2 separate regions of the Sus scrofa genome follow, and region 2 is linked to region 1. A link is a contact called in public HiChIP or PLAC-seq data. All regions are on one chromosome and are shown on one strand. The core of a region is the stretch at or near the end of the contact, and the rest is flanking DNA. Distances in the headings are between cores, read along the strand shown.

The links. HiChIP or PLAC-seq counts read pairs in DNA pulled down with a chosen protein or histone mark.
Region 2: an H3K27ac HiChIP or PLAC-seq map of alveolar macrophages shows a contact between it and region 1. The contact joins two enhancer-like sites. A contact is called at or near these places in 1 of 47 Hi-C or Micro-C datasets (epiblast stem cells) and 1 of 2 datasets of contacts at active chromatin or transcription factors (alveolar macrophages).

What each region holds. Positions count from the first base shown.
Region 1 is chr12:5,643,196-5,650,556 of Sscrofa11.1, forward strand. GALK1 (galactokinase) reads left to right here. Exons shown (of 8, transcript XM_003131193.2): 3 at 603-722; 4 at 922-1,057; 5 at 1,184-1,365; 6 at 7,348-7,361. Among named protein-coding and RNA genes, the nearest start is that of GALK1, 4.9 kb to the left of the region's middle. Within about 2 kb of position 3,541, at least 14 of the 83 cell types and tissues checked have an H3K27ac peak or open chromatin away from gene starts, as enhancers often do. A contact at or near this core is called in alveolar macrophages, where this site is marked.
Region 2 is chr12:5,781,149-5,788,682 of Sscrofa11.1, forward strand. MYO15B (myosin XVB) reads right to left here. Exons shown (of 64, transcript XM_021068071.1): 22 at 5,134-5,227; 23 at 4,466-4,522; 24 at 4,108-4,165; 25 at 3,765-3,895; 26 at 2,021-2,116; 27 at 1,677-1,912; 28 at 1,415-1,593; 29 at 1,147-1,219; 30 at 517-678; 31 at 113-213; 32 at 1-24. Among named protein-coding and RNA genes, the nearest start is that of MYO15B, 20 kb to the right of the region's middle. Within about 2 kb of position 4,218, at least 13 of the 83 cell types and tissues checked have an H3K27ac peak or open chromatin away from gene starts, as enhancers often do. A contact at or near this core is called in alveolar macrophages, where this site is marked.

The DNA of each region.
Region 1 (7,361 bases), core at 2,291-4,790:
GCCGCAAAGCTCCTTAGCCCACCTAATCCACTGTGGGGTAGGCATCCAGGGCGGGGGTATTCCCATTGTACAGGTGGGGAAACTGATGCCCCAGGTGAGAGCTTCCAGAACTTGCTCTGGGTTGCCCATTCCATGACTGGAGGAGCCGAATTGAAAACCCCAGCCTAGGAGTTCCCATCGTGGCACAGCGGAAACGAATCTGACGGGAACCATGAGGTTGTGGGTTCCATCCCTGGCCTCGCTCAGTGGGTTAAGGATCCGGCACTGCTGTGGCTGTGGCGTAGGCCGGCAGCTGTAGCTCTGATTCGACCCCTGGCCTGGAAACCTCCACATGCCTTGGGTGCAGCCATAAAAAGCAAAAAAAGAAAAAAGAAACCCCAGCCTCTTGGTGTCCAGAACCCTAAACCAGGAGAACCTCAGGGTAGGAGGATGGAGGGCAGCGGACCCCTTGGCCCAGCAGTTTGATGGCCTCTGACAATTGAGGCATATCCCCTGGAAGCAGCTGCCAGGCAGATGCCACCCTTTGTGCCAGAACACATGCCCTTCCTGTGCCCATCTTGCCCGATGGCCCATCTTACCATCCTCCATTCTTTCCCCTGCAGCTGCCCCCCTCCCTGGCTTCAGTGCAGTGGTGGTCAGCTCAGTGCCACTAGGGGGTGGGCTGTCCAGCTCAGCATCCCTGGAAGTGGCCACGTATACCTTCCTGCAGCAGCTCTGCCCAGGTACCTTCTAGACCCCAGCCCCAACCCAGCCCTCCTTCCCTGAGGCCTTGGGATCCGAACTTCCTGCCCCTCCTGTGGCTTTGAGGGTGGGGGTGGGAAAGCTCCCTGGAGTGTCTTGGGAGCTACCGCTGCTCTCACCCGGCCGCCCCTAGGGCCCCCTCCCGGGGCCCCAACTTCCCCACCTCGCCCTGTGCCGCAGACTCGGGGACAATAGCTGCCCGGGCCCAGGTGTGTCAGCGGGCCGAGCACAGCTTCGCAGGGGTGCCCTGTGGCATCATGGACCAGCTCATCGCACTGCTGGGGCAGAAAGGCCACGCGCTGCTCATTGACTGCAGGTCAGGGGCTCTCCTTGTACCCTCCCACCTCGTAATCAGGAGCTCCTGGATGGGGCACGTGCACTGCCTGGCGAGGCAGACACACACTCGGCCTTGTCATCTCCCCCTGCTCTGTCTCTGCCCCAGGTCCCTGGAGACAAGCCTCGTGCCGCTGTCGGACCCCAAGCTGGCAGTACTCATCACCAACTCCAATGTCCGCCATTCACTGGGCTCCAGCGAGTACCCCCTGCGGCGGCGGCAGTGTGAGGAAGTGGCCCGGGCGCTGGGCAAGGAGAGCCTTCGGGAGGTGCAGCGGGAGGAGCTAGAAGGTGAGAGTGGCTCGGTGTGCACTGTCCCAGAGATGGTGGGGTACCCCTCGGGGACTGTGCCAGGGCCTCGGTGTGGCTTTGACTCAGTTGTACACCCCCTCACCTCCAGGGACCTCTGCCAGGCTCTGCCCACTCCCCCTAATACTGCTAACCTAGGACTGCTTGAAGTCTCAGTATTGTTTTTTTCTAATATGAGCATTAAGTATCCACCACGGAAAATACAGAAGAATACAAAGAAGAAAATAAGAAACTAGGAGTTTCTGTTGGGGCTCAGTGGGTTAAGAACCCAACTAGGGTCCGTGAGGATTCGGGTTTGATCCCTAGCCTTGGTCATTGGGTTAAGGATCTGGCGTTGCTGCCAGCTGCAGTGTAGGTCTCAGATGTGGCTTGGATCTAGCGTTGCTGTGGCTGTGGTATAGGCCAGAAGCTGCAGCTCTGCTTTGACCCCTAGCCTGGGAACTTCCATGTGCCGCAGGTGGGGCCAAAAAAAGAAAAAAAAAGAAAGAAAGAAGAAACCATAAGATCACTATCCAGAGATAGCCACTCTTAGCATCTTAGCGTATCTCCTTCCAGTGTTTCCCTACGTCTGTATTCTCAAGTTCAGTATATGTTGCCCCCTGCCCCTTTTTAACTTAACGTTATCTCAGAACCCTTTTCTGTGCCATGAAAGTAGTTGGGATTGATTGATTGATTGATTGATTGATTGGGTTGCACCTGTAGCATATAGACGTTCCCTGGCCGGGGATCCAAACCGCAGCAGTGGCAGCCTGAGCCACCACAGAGACGGTGTCCGATCCTTAACCCGCTACACCACAGCGGGCACTCCCAACATGGCTTAAAAAGCTACGTAGCCTTTCAGTGTACTGGTCCTGTCATTTATTTATTTATTGTCTTTTGTCTCTCTAGGGCCGCACCTGCGGCATATGGAGGTTCCCAGGCTAGGGGTCGAAGCCGAGCTACAGCTGCCAGCCTACACCACAGCCACAGCAACGCCGGATCCGAGCCACATCTGAGACCTACGCTGCAGCTCATGGCAGCGCCGGATCTTTAACCCACTGAGCAAGGCCAGGGATTGAACCCACCTCCTCGTGGATACGAGTTGGGTTCGTTAACCACTGAGCCACGACAGGAACTCCAGTACACTGTAATTTATTTAACTATTTTTTGATAATCACACCTGACACTGATGCATATTTTTATACACTGGTCTTTCTTGGCGTTTTCTCGCTACTTTCTGAGGATTCGATTCTTAGGACTAGGACCACAGAGTTAAAAGATAACATGTATTTTGAACGTTCCTGATATACGTGGCTAGGAAGTTAGTCTATTTAACAGTTTAAAGGTCAGATAAATATTAACTCATGTAATTCTCCCACAACTCTATGGAGGGAGCAGATATTCTTAGGCCCGTTTTTTTTTGCATGTGGAATGTTCAGGGAGTGGCAGTGCTGAGCCTTGAACCCCGGCACATCAGCTCCAAAGCCCATACCCCTAACCGCACGCAGGGCCCTGCTGCTGGCGTTGGCAGTTGTGCCCTCCTGGCCCTGTGGGGATGCCCATTTCAGGGACCATCTTCTTGGTGAACTTCTTGGTCAGCTGTCGCCTTCGGACCCGCCCCGCCTGCTCTGTGCAGGTGACCTTGGCCGAGGTCTTCACCCTCAAGCGCTTTTGCCGCCCTTCCCTCCCACCCCGGGATCCCCCTCGACCTGGGGAACGGGCTCCCCTCTGCCTTCCTTTCTGTCCTCTGCCTGGCTTCTCTCCTGCTTTGAAACAGGCCCAGTTTTCTAACCTAAAACGGAGTCTCCGTCCCAGCCCCGCGCAGCCCCCGCCTTCTCATTCCTCCGCATCCCTCAGTACCCTGTCCCCCAGGCCGCCCTCTGTGACAGCTCCCCGGGGGTCCCCCCGACCCCCCGCCTCCTCAGTGCCTGGTCTGCTTGCTCCCAGTCCTGCTACTCTGCCCAGACCTGCTCCAGGCTTTGTCCCCAGCACGGGGCACCAGCCACCGCTGCTCCCGGGAGGACTCAGAGGGGACCACGGCCCCCCATTTCCACTAGGGTCCCGGCCCCCCTGCGGACTCCTCTTCTTCCCCGGCTGCCTCCTCCTGACTTCCCCTCGTCTGTTATTGCTTCACTCCTGCTGAAACTTCAGCGTCACCTCCGAGAGCTCCCTGTCCCCTTCCTGCTCTGGCCTCTGACCTCTTCCCCGCCTCTTCCTCCTCCCTCAGGGCCCTCGTGGTTTCTGGCTGTTTAACAGCTGGGCCCCTGGCACCTGTTCCTCCCTGTCCCCCAGCGCCCCCACTTTCACTTTCATCAGCTAGAGCTCAGCTCTGGGCCTTCCCTGGAATCTCTCTGGCACCTGGAATGAAGTTGTGACAGTCTTGACGGCACTCAGCTTGCTCTGCCCCCTTCAGTGTTATCCAGTAGGACAGCCCGCCAGTTTCTTGGGGTGCCCCAGGCAGACCTGGTCTGTACCCCAACTCTGGAGCCCTGGCCCTCGCACACACCATCGTTAGTCCAGCAAGAGCACCAGCAGGACTTTTCCCTCCTGTTCTGTCTTGGACTCTTTTTTTTTTGTCTTTTGTCTTCTTAGGGCCATACCCACGGCATATGGAGGTTCCCAGGCTAGGGATCGAACTGGAGCTGTAGCCACTGCCCTACACCACAGCCACAGCAATGCCAGATCTGAGCCATGACTGTGAGCTATACCACAGCTCAGGGCAATGCCGGATCCTTAACCCACTAAGCGAGGCCAGGGAGCGAACCTGCATCCTCATGGATACCAGTGAGATTCGTTTCCACTGAGCCCCCGTGGGAACGCCCTGTCTTGGACTCTCGAAGGCAGCATTGTGTCCCCCTTGGAAGCTGAGGAAGCATCCAGTGTGGGGCTCAAACTGCTGCTTATGGCGCACCCACTGTGTGCCAGGCACCTTGCTGGGAGCTCTACGTGTGCCCGCTCGGGTCCTCCCTGCGGCCCGGATGCTGCGAGTGTCCCCTTTATCTTGTTGACGTGTCGTTGATTTCCAACGTCGGCTTCGTTTCTGGGGTGCAGCAGTGTTTGTGTTACACGCACATACGTTCCTTTTCTTCTTCTCCGTCTGCTTTATCCCAGGATCGTGACTCTAGTTCTCCCTGCGCCACAGCAGGCCCGTGCGGTTTGCCCCCTCCACGTAGAAGAGCTCACATCTGCTGACTCCCAACTCCCAGCCGCTCCCTCTCCCACCCCCCACCCCCTTGGCACCCACAAGTCCGTCTGTCTGTGAGTCTGTTTCTGTGGTGTAGATAAGTTCATTGTTGTCGTGGTTTAGATTCCATATGCGGCTGCTATCACATGACATTTGCCTTTCTTTCTGACTTCACTTAGTGATCACCTCTGGGTCCATCCGCGTGGCTGCACATGGCGTTATCGCATTCTTTTTGTGGCTGAGTAGTACTGGTATGCAGGTACCACATCGTCTTTATGCCTTCATCTGGGTTTTTTTGGTGTTTTGTCTTTTTAGGGCCGCACCCGAGGCATATGGAGGTTCCCAGGCTAGGGGTCGAATTGGAGCTACAGCTGCCGGCCTACCCCACAGCCACAGCAACGCAGGATCCGAGCCGCGTCTGTGACCTGCACCACAGCTCATGGCAACGCCGGATCCTTAACCCACTGAGCAAGGCCAGGGATCAAACCCGCAACCTCATGGTTCCTAGTTGGGTTCGTTTCCGCGGCACCATGACGGGAACTCCTATCCATTCATCTGCTGATGGACATTTAGGTTGTGTCTGTGTTTTGGCTATTGGGAATAGTGCTGCTATGAATCTTGGGGTGCATGTGTCTTTTTGAATTATAGTTTAGTCCAGATATATGCCCACGAGTGGGATTGTTGGATCACATGGAAACTCGATTTTTAGTTTTGTGAAGAACCTCCATACTATTTTCTGTAGTGGCTGCACCAATTTACGTTCTTTATTTTCATTTATTTTTTATTTTTTATTACTCAAATGAATTGATCACATCTGTAGTTGTATAATGATCATAACAATCCGATTTCACAGGATTCCCATCCCACAGCCCAGGCACATCCCCCCACCCCCCAAACTCTCTCCTCTGGAGACCATAAGTTTTTCAGTGTCTGTGAGTCAGCATCTGTTCTGCAAAGAAGTTCCGTCTGTCCTTTTTTCAGATTCCACCTGTCAGTGAAAGCATTGGATGTTGGTGTCTCATTGTATGGCTGACTTCACTTAGCATGATGGTTTCTAGGTCCATCCATGTTGCAAAAATTGCTGGTATTTCGTTCTTTTTAATGGCTGAGTAATATTCCACTGTGTATATGTACCACCTCTTCTGGATCCACTCCTCTGTCGATGGACATTTAGGTTGTTTCCATGTCTTGGCTCTTGCAGATAGTGCTGCTGTGAACATTGGAGTCCATGTGTCTTTGCGAGTCGTGGTTTTCTCTGGGTAGATGCCCACGAGTGGGATTGCTGGATCAAATGGTGGTTCTATGTTTAGTTTTCTGAGGAATCTCCAGACTGCTTTCCACAGTGGTTGCACCCATTGACAATCCCACCAAGAGTGTGCTAGGGTTCCTTTTTCTCCACACCCTCTCCAGCACTTATTGTCTGTAGACTTTTGGATGATGGCCATTCTGGCTGGTGTAAGGTGGTACCTCAGAGTGGTTTTGATTTGCATCTCTCTAATAATGAGTGACGCTGAACATCTTTTCATGTGTTTCTTGGCCATCTGTATGTCTTCTTTGGAGAACTGTCTGTTTAGATCTTCTGCCCATTTTTTGATAGGCTTGTTTGTTTTTGTGGTATGGAGCTGCAGAAGGTGTTTCTAAATTTTGGAGATTAATCCCTTGTCAGCTGATTCATTTGCAAAGATTTTCTCCCATTCTGTGGGTTGCCTTTTTGTGTTTAGGGTTTCCTTTGCTGTACAGAAACTTTGAGGTTTGAGTAGGTCCCATTTGTTTATTTTTCTTTTTATTGTCAATACTCTGATAGGTGGATCTGAGAAGATGTTGCTGTCGTTTATGTCAGAGAGTGTTTGGCCTATGTTTTCCTCTAAGGGTTTTATAGTGTCTGGTCTTTTATCTAGGTCTTTAATCCATTTGGAGTTTATTTTTGTGTATGGTGTTAGGGAGTGTTCTACTTTCATTCTTTTCCATGTGGCTGTCCAGTTTTCCCAGCACCACTTATTGAACAGGCTGTCCTTTCTCCATTGTATATCTTTGCCTCCTTTGTCATAGATGAGTTGTCTGTAGGTGCGTGGGTTATTTTCATTTATTTTTTAGGGCCACACCTTTGGCACATGGCAGTTTGCAGTGTAGCAGTCAAATCAGAGCTGCAGCTGCTAGCCTTCACCACAGCCACAGCCACGCCGGATCCAAGCTGTGTCTGCAACCTACACCACAGCTTGCGGCAATGTTGTATCCTTAACCTGCTGAGCAAGGCCAGGGATTGAACCTGTGTCCTCATGGATACTAGTTGGGTTCATCTCTGCTGCACCATAATGGGAACTCCTAGATCTTTTTTTCTTAGTAGACTTTTTTTTTTTTTTTTTGTCTTTTTTTTTTACCATTTCTTTGGCCGCTCCCAGGCATATGGAGGTTCCCAGGCTAGGGGTCGAATCGGAGCTGTAGCCACCGGCCTACGCCACAGCCACAGCAACGTGGGATCCGAGCTGCATCTGCCAAGTACACCATAGCTCATGGCAACACCGGATCCTTAACCCACTGAGCAAGGCCAGGGTTTGAACCTGCATCCCTGTGGATGCTAGTCGAGTTTGTAACCTGCTGAGCCACAGTGGGCACTCCGATGTATCCCCTTTAAATAGGAAGGAAGCTCTGAAACCCTCAGCTGTGTCAGAACTAGGTCTTGCCCCACCCACCCCAGCAACCGCCCCAGGCCCAGCGCCCTGGAGCCGTCATATGCCTCCCCGATGTCCACAGGGGCCCAGAGGCCATGGGTGGCGGGCCTCCTGACCCCTTTCCCTCCCCAGCTGGCAGGGAGCTG
Region 2 (7,534 bases), core at 2,968-5,467, 140 kb after region 1:
GGCTCCCTGAGGTCCGGGACTCCCCTGTGGAGAATTAGTGTCACCTGCCCGGGGCACACGGCCTCCTGCACCCAACACTCCGCCAACCTTGCGGGCCCATTCCCAGCCTTACCTGGGTGACTCCTGCTGGGCAGTGTTGGGGCTGGACCTGGAGGGGGACCTGGGGGCAGTGAGGGGGCCTGGAGGCTCGGGGCTGGGGGGATGTCCTTGGCTCTGCAGGAGATAGTGGGCCCAGCTAAGGAGGTGTCTTGGCTGGGGAGGGGGGGTCTTGACTGGGGAGGAGAGGGGTCTTGGCTGGGGAGGGGTGCAGTGGCAAGGGGGGCACTTTGGCTAGAGGGGTGCCCGGGCTGAGGCAAGGTATACAAGCTGCTCACACGGGGTATGAGGAGGCTTGGGGGGGCTGGGCTGGGCCTGTGGCAGCATCTGTGAACCCCAGGGTACAGAGGCTGTGGGGGTTATGTATGACAGGATAGGGACAGGACAAGGCCAGGGCAGGGGTGTTGGGGTGGCACCTACGGGCCATGGGGGGCGATGGGGTAGCTGTGGGGACTGGCCGGGTCCCCTAGGTCCTCTATCTGGCCGATGAGGTCCAGCACGAAGTCGCAGCCAGCCAAGTCTTCCCAGGAGTCCCTGGAGTGCAGTGACACAGACCAACCACGCGGGGGCGTGTCCAGGCCTCTGGGCGAGACAAGGGAGTTAGCAGGGGGGCGGTCAGCCATGCAGATGACCATCTGGAGGGGGCAAGGATGTGAGGGCGGGCCGGGGGGAGGGGGCTGCGGAAGGGGACAGGAACCTGGCTGAGGACCCGGTTTCCCTCAGAGAGAGCGTGGTCTTTTTTTGCTGCTCAGGCCTCGACTTCTGCATCGGCTCTGATGCTCTTGTCTGTTCACCTGCTTAGCTCGAGTCTGGCCCAGATCTAGTGATACGCTCTCTGCTTGCTCTCCATCCTGAATCTACTGTCTGGACCCTGCCCACCTGCCCCAGCCCCTCACCTCCACCCACTCTAGGGAGCTGGCTTTGGCCTTGGGCCTGCAGGAGCAGCTGCAGGAGGTGCTTGGCGGGAGGATGAGGACACAGGAGGAGGAGGGGACAAGGGTCAGTGTTGGCCACCACCCCCCCACCGCCCCAGCCCAGGCCCCCCGCCACCTTCTCTGCAGAATCCACCCGGCAAATTGCTCGCCCGTGGTCCAGGACTCCACCTCGGCCGAGTAGCACTCCTCTGTGGGGACGAGGTGGGGCAAGAGTGAGGGGGGGCAGGGTCCCCCCGAGGGGAAGGGGCCATGGTCCCATGGGGGTTCCAAGGGAGGTCAGGGTCACAGGGCATGCAACGGGAGGGCTAGGCGGGGAGGGGGTCTTGGGAGGGCAGGGGTGCAGGGCAGGCTCCTCTGTGGGCCTGGGGAGGCCTGAGCATCACCGTTGAAGGTGAAAACGTCCAGCGCCATGCGGCCCCGCCTCCATCCGGCCGTCCACTCGAGCTGGGTGGGTGGGTGAGCCCGTGCAGCCCCAGGGGCCAGCTGCGTCTGCTCCAGGGCCCCCAGCAGCTTGTGCTGGCACAGCGCTGCCATGCCCCTGGGGGCCTGGTCAGACACAAACCTGCGGGCACAGCACAAAGCTGCTGTGGGGGCGGGGCGGCCCGCCAACCCCACCCACGGGGCTCCCACCCACGGGCATCTTACTTGAGCAGCGGCTTCTGCAGGGTGGGCCTTGGCGGGAAAGCGCTGAGCAGGATGGCCATGAGGGCCCAGCCGCGCTGACTCTGCTGCTCGTCCGGATTGTGCCAGAGCTGGGCCACCAGCTGGCTGAAGAGCTCGTCCCGCAGCCCCGGCCGGCGCTGGCCCTGCCGCACCAGGTACTGACCCATCGTCTGCTCCTGCCAGGGCAGCAGGGACCCGTCCCCCAGGAACCGCAGCATCTGCAGACACAAAACGAGGCGAGGCCGGCCGGCCATGCAGGGCTTCCTGTGCCCAGCCAGCATCCCCGGCCCGGGACACACCCTGTCCTCTCCCCGTGTGTCACTCACCACCTTGTTGATATCCAGGGCATGCTGAGGGCTGTCACCGTCCAGCCGGGTCAAGGGCTTGGCCAGCAGCTGCCCAGGGTGGGGCAGGGATGGCTCCTGCAAAAAGGGAGGGTGACGGGGCACCTGAGCAGGGCTGGTCTGTGCTGCCCCGCCGGACACAGCCCCACGGGAGCCCCAGGGGAGCCCCAGGGGAGGGGAGCATGCGCCCTGCGACAGGAAGAGGGGCTGGCGAGGAAAGCCATCTTAAAAATACATCTCAGTTTGTTCTTTCTCATTAGAAAATGAAAGCCTGGACATGCAGAAAACACGGAGGAGGGAGGGAAAATTAGGAGCTTGAGATTAAAATACACACACTACTGTATATAAAATAGGAAACCCACACGGACCTACTGCAGAGCACAGGCAATATCTTAATAACCTCTGATAATAAAGAATCTAAAGAATAAATATACACATATATAATGGAATCAATTTGCTGTATCTGAAACTCACACAACATCATAAATCAATTATATTTCAATAACAACAACAACAACAAAAAGAATAGGGAGTTCCCGTCGTGGCACAGCCGAAACGAATCCGACTAGGAACCACGAGGCTGTGGGTTTAATCCCTGGCCTCGCTCAGTGGGTTACGGATCTGGGGTTGCTGTGAGCTGTGGTGGAGGCCGGCAGCTGTAGCTCCGATTCAACCCCACGCCTGGGAACCTCCATATGCCATGAGGGTGGCCCTAAAAAGGAAAAAAAAAAATAATTAAAAAAAAAAAAAGGCAATGGAAAAGAATGGAGAATAAAAACCACCATTTGCCAGATGTGACCACAGCAACGTTTTAGCTTCTCTCGTTCTGGTCTTACTTTCTATGTGGACACACATCCCCACCCACCTCGCCCAGTTCTTAACCAAACTGGGATCCCACTCTATGTGCGATTATTACTATGTTTTTATGGCTGCATCTGCAGCATACAGAGGTTCCCACGCTAGGGGTTGAATTGGAGCTGTAGCTACTGGCCTACACCACAGCCAATAACCACGCCAGATCCAAGCCACATCTGTGACCTACACCAGAGCTTGTGGCAAAGCCAGATCCTTAACCCACTGAGCAAGGCCAGGGATTGAATCCATGTCCTCATGGACACTAAGTGGGGTTTGTTTCCACCGAGCCACAGCGGAAACTCCTCCAGGTGCGAATTTGAATCCTGCTTTTGTTTCCATCATCGCAGCCCGGACACTCTGCCTTGTCATTACACACGCTTTAACGAACACGGCTTCAATGGCTGGGCAGCCGCAGGTGTAACAAAGTGTGGGTCACAGATAAGTAACAATAAGAGACATTTGGGTTCAAAACCTGACTAGTATCCATGAGGACGCAGGTTCGATTCCTGGCCTCGCTCAGTGGGTTAAGGGTCCGGCGTTGCCGTGAACTGTGGTGTAGGTCACAGACACGGCTTAGATCCTGCATTGCTGTGGCTCTGGCGTAGGCTGGTGGCTACAGCTCCGATTCGACCCCTAGCCTGGGAACCTCCATATGCCACAGGTGCGGCCCTAAAAAGAATAAGAGAGAGAGACATTTGGGTTCAAGAGATTCTCCCCAAGCAAAGCATCTGCACCCACAGCCCCCACCACAGGGGTGGGGGTGTTGGTGGGTGGGGTGGGGTTTGGAGAAAGGAAGATAGACCCAGCTTCCACCTGACAGGGGCTAATATCTGGGGAACATGGGTGCCAGCCAGGAGGCACCGAGGCCCACCTGGAAGCCGGTGGAGATGAAGCTGGAGAAGGGGAACTGGTCGATGTTGGGCGGGAGGGCCAGGTTGGGCCGCGCAGGCACTTCCGGGGGCAGGGACTCAGTGATGCTCTGGGCCAGGGCGTGCTGGCGGCCTGGAGGACAACAGAGGCAGCCCAGAAACGCCCAGGTAAGCCGCCTGACTGGCACAGCCTCCGCCTCCCACCATCAGCCCCCAGCCCCGCACAGAGGGAGCTGGAAGTGGGGGGGGCGGGGGCAGGCCTGGAGCATCAGAGGGAAGGGTCACAGGGACAGATGCTCCGGGCACGAGGGGGTCGCAGCAGGGACGGCAGCCACGGAGACTCGCCTTCTGCTGTCTTCAGCATGACAGCCAGCTCGGCTGGGATCTCCAAGCGCCCCAGCTCCTGGCAGAGACAAGCAAGGGACCAGGAAGTGAGACCCAGGGGCCCGCCTTGCCCCAGGGCTATTAACTTCCCCTCTGAAGACCAAGGACTCTAGTCCTGGACACTCAAACAGGCGGGGCCCCGGAGCACTCAGGGGGAAGCCAAGGGCACCCCGGTCCTCTTCTTGGGGGGGCACAATGGATGCGCCTGAGGGACAGGAGCCATCGCGGTGCCCCTGGGGCCCCTAGCCTTCCCTCAAGCCATGCCAGATTCAGCAGGCTCACGACCCAGCAAAACCCCCTCCAGCTTCCAGGCACCTACCATGCTCGGCACCTTCTCGGCGGCCCCGCCGCTATGCCAGCCACGTCGATGCCCAAGCTGTTTGAGGGCAGGCAGGAGGAGCAGATGACCTGTGAGGCGTCGCCACGGGCTCCCTAGAGGCTCCTCCCCAGCCCGGCAGTCCAGCTGCCCCTCCTGCCCTAGAGAGGCCCCGACTCCAGCGGCGGAGGAACCCCAGGGCAGAGCCACGGGGGGCCAGCTGTCTGCCCCCAGCCCTCTGGAGCCCTTACCAGCCTAAGCGCCGTGGGTGTCACTGCCCGTCTGCCAGGGCACTGGGAGGAGGGCAGGAAGAAGGGCAGGAAGAAGGGAAGGAATGGTCCCAGGGGACAAAGTCCAGCCAGGGAGGGGCCAGCCGGGGGGGGGTGCATGTGGGCACTGCCCTTTGAGCTGCTTTATGGCCCTCAAATTAGAGTCATCAGGCAAGAGAGGGGCGCAGCCCAGGGTGGGAGGCTGGAGAGGATGGGAAGGGCCCCCCCAGGGAGGGGAGAGTCAGGCCCTGGGGGTGGGCAGGTGCGAAGGAAGCCAATGACTGCCCGGAGGCCACAGGCTGCCCTCGGCCCTTGGCTGGGCTTGGAGCGCGGGCACCATCGGGGTTGGGCTCACCTACGCTGAGCTGCCCGGGGACCAGCAACCCCATCCACACGCCTCACCTGTCGTCTCTGCCGTCTCCTGAGCAGGGGCCGGGCCACCAACAGGATGGCGTTCACCTGCCCCAGGGCCGCCCGCCGCCGGAGGCAGCTCTTCCTGGAGGCCAAGAGGGGATAGTGAGGAGTCCAAACTTAGCCCCAGTATCTGAGCCCCCCAGACCCAGACACGAAGGCAACCTCTCACCCCAGGGGAGTCCCCCCGTTAACAGAAGCAACAGGCAAAGATAGGACACTTTGGAAGAAGAGAAGGTGGGAGTTCCCTTTGTGGCTCAGCGGGTTAAGAACCAGACTAGTATCCCTCAAGATGCGGGTTCAATTCCTGGCCTCACTCAGTGAGTTAAGGATTCAGTGTTGCTGCAAGCTGCAGCATAGGTCTCAGAAGTGGCTCAGATCTCACATTGCTGTGGCTGTGGTGTAGGCCGGCAGCTGCAGCTCCAATTCAACCCCTAGCCTGGGAACTTCCATATGCCGCAGGGGCGGCCCTAAAAGGACCAAAGAAGTAAAAGAAAAAGGAGATCAGGTAAACCAAGAAGCTACTGAGCACATGGATTAAGATCTGAGACTCTGGGAGTTCCCATCGTGGTGCAGTGGTTAACGAATCCGACTAGGAACCATGAATGAGGTTGCAGGTTTGATCCCTGGCCTCGCTCAGTGGGGTAAGGATCCGGCGTTGCCGTGAGCTGTGGTATAGGTAGCAGATGCGGCTCAGATCCCATGTTGCTGTGGCTCTGGCGTAGGCCGGTGACTACAGCTCCGATTCGACCCCCTAGCCTGGGAACCTCCGCATGCCTCAGGAGCGGCCCTAGAAAAGGCAAAAAGATAAAAAGAAAAAAAAAGATCTGAGACTCTGGAGCTGACTACCTGGGTTCAGACCACCTGTCCTTCCGGCCATCCAAGCAATGAAACCAATTTCAGCCAGAAAAAAGACAGGAGGTCCTGACCCATGTTCTGACATGAATGAACCCTGACAACGTTCTACTTCGTGCAGTAAGCCAGACAGAAAGGGAAATACTGGGGGAGTTCCCTTGTGGTGCAGTGGGTTAAAACCCCCTCATTGTCACTGCTGTGACATGGGTTCAATCCCTGGCCCAGGAACTTCCAAGTGTCACAGGCAAAAAAACAGAAGGAAATATTGCATGAGTCAACTTAGATGACATATCTCAACCAGGCAAACTCACAGAAACAGAAAGTAGACGAGAGGTTACCCAGGGCGAGAGGGAAGGGCGAGCGGGGAATCGCTGCTGAACCAGTTACAGAGTTCCTGCTGGTGATGAAAATGGCTTGGAGGAGTTCCCGTCGTGCCTCAGTGGTTAACAAACCCAACTAGTATCCACGAGGACGAGGGTTCGATCCCTGGCCTCGCTCAGTGGGTTAAGGATCCGGCGTTGCTGTGAGCTGTGGTGTAGGTCACAGACATGGCTTGGATCCTGTGTTGCTGTGGCTGTGGTGTAGACCGGCAGCTGTAGCTCCGACTGGACCCCTAGCCTGGGAACCTCCATATGCCATGGGTACGGTCCTAAAACAACAACAACAACAACAACAACAACAACAACAACAAAAAAAAAAAAAAAGGAAGAAGAAGAAAATGTTTTGGAAACAGAGGTGAGGGGTACCCCCTCTGCAGGGCTTCTGTGGTGTCCACGGCTCTGCTGTCATTTTGTTCTCAGTGCTTTAACAATCCCCTTTGGGGGGACAGCAGCTGGTTTACCAGCTGCATTTGACTCCCCAGCTGGCCTGGGAGGCACCATCTCTGCCTTCGCCCCTGCGTCGCCAGCATCTGGCCCGGGCTGGACGGAGAAGATGGTCCACCCACAGCCGCCGGCGGACGCGGCAGGTGGGCGGTGAAGGGGAGGCAGGGCGGAGCTGACAGGTGAGACGGCCGAGGGAGCATCGGCAGACCAAGGAGGCCAAGAGCCTGGAGTGGAAACGGCTGCCCTGAATTGAGGCGGGAGGGGTAGGCAGGGCCTCACACAACCTGAGTCACACTTGCTAGTCCTTCTTTTTATTGTCACACCTACGGTATATGGAGGTTCCCAGGCTAGGGGTCGAATTGGAAACCCCCAGCCACCAGCCTATGTCACAGCCACAGCAACGCGGATCCGAGCCCCATCTATGACCTACACCGCAGCTTGCGGCAATGCCGGATCCTTAACCCGCTGAGCGAGGACACTGTGTCAGGTTCTTAACCAGCTGCGCCACACAACAGGAACTCCCAAGTCACCCTTTTAAAAGTATTCTTTTTTTTTTTTTTTTTTTTGTCTTTTTGTCTTTTCTAGGCCTGCACCCACGACATGTGGAGGTTCCCAGGCTAGGGGTCGAATCGGAGCTGTAGCTGCTGGCCTACACTAAGCCACAGCCACAGCCAAATGGGATCTGAGCCGCATCTGTGACCTATACCACAGCT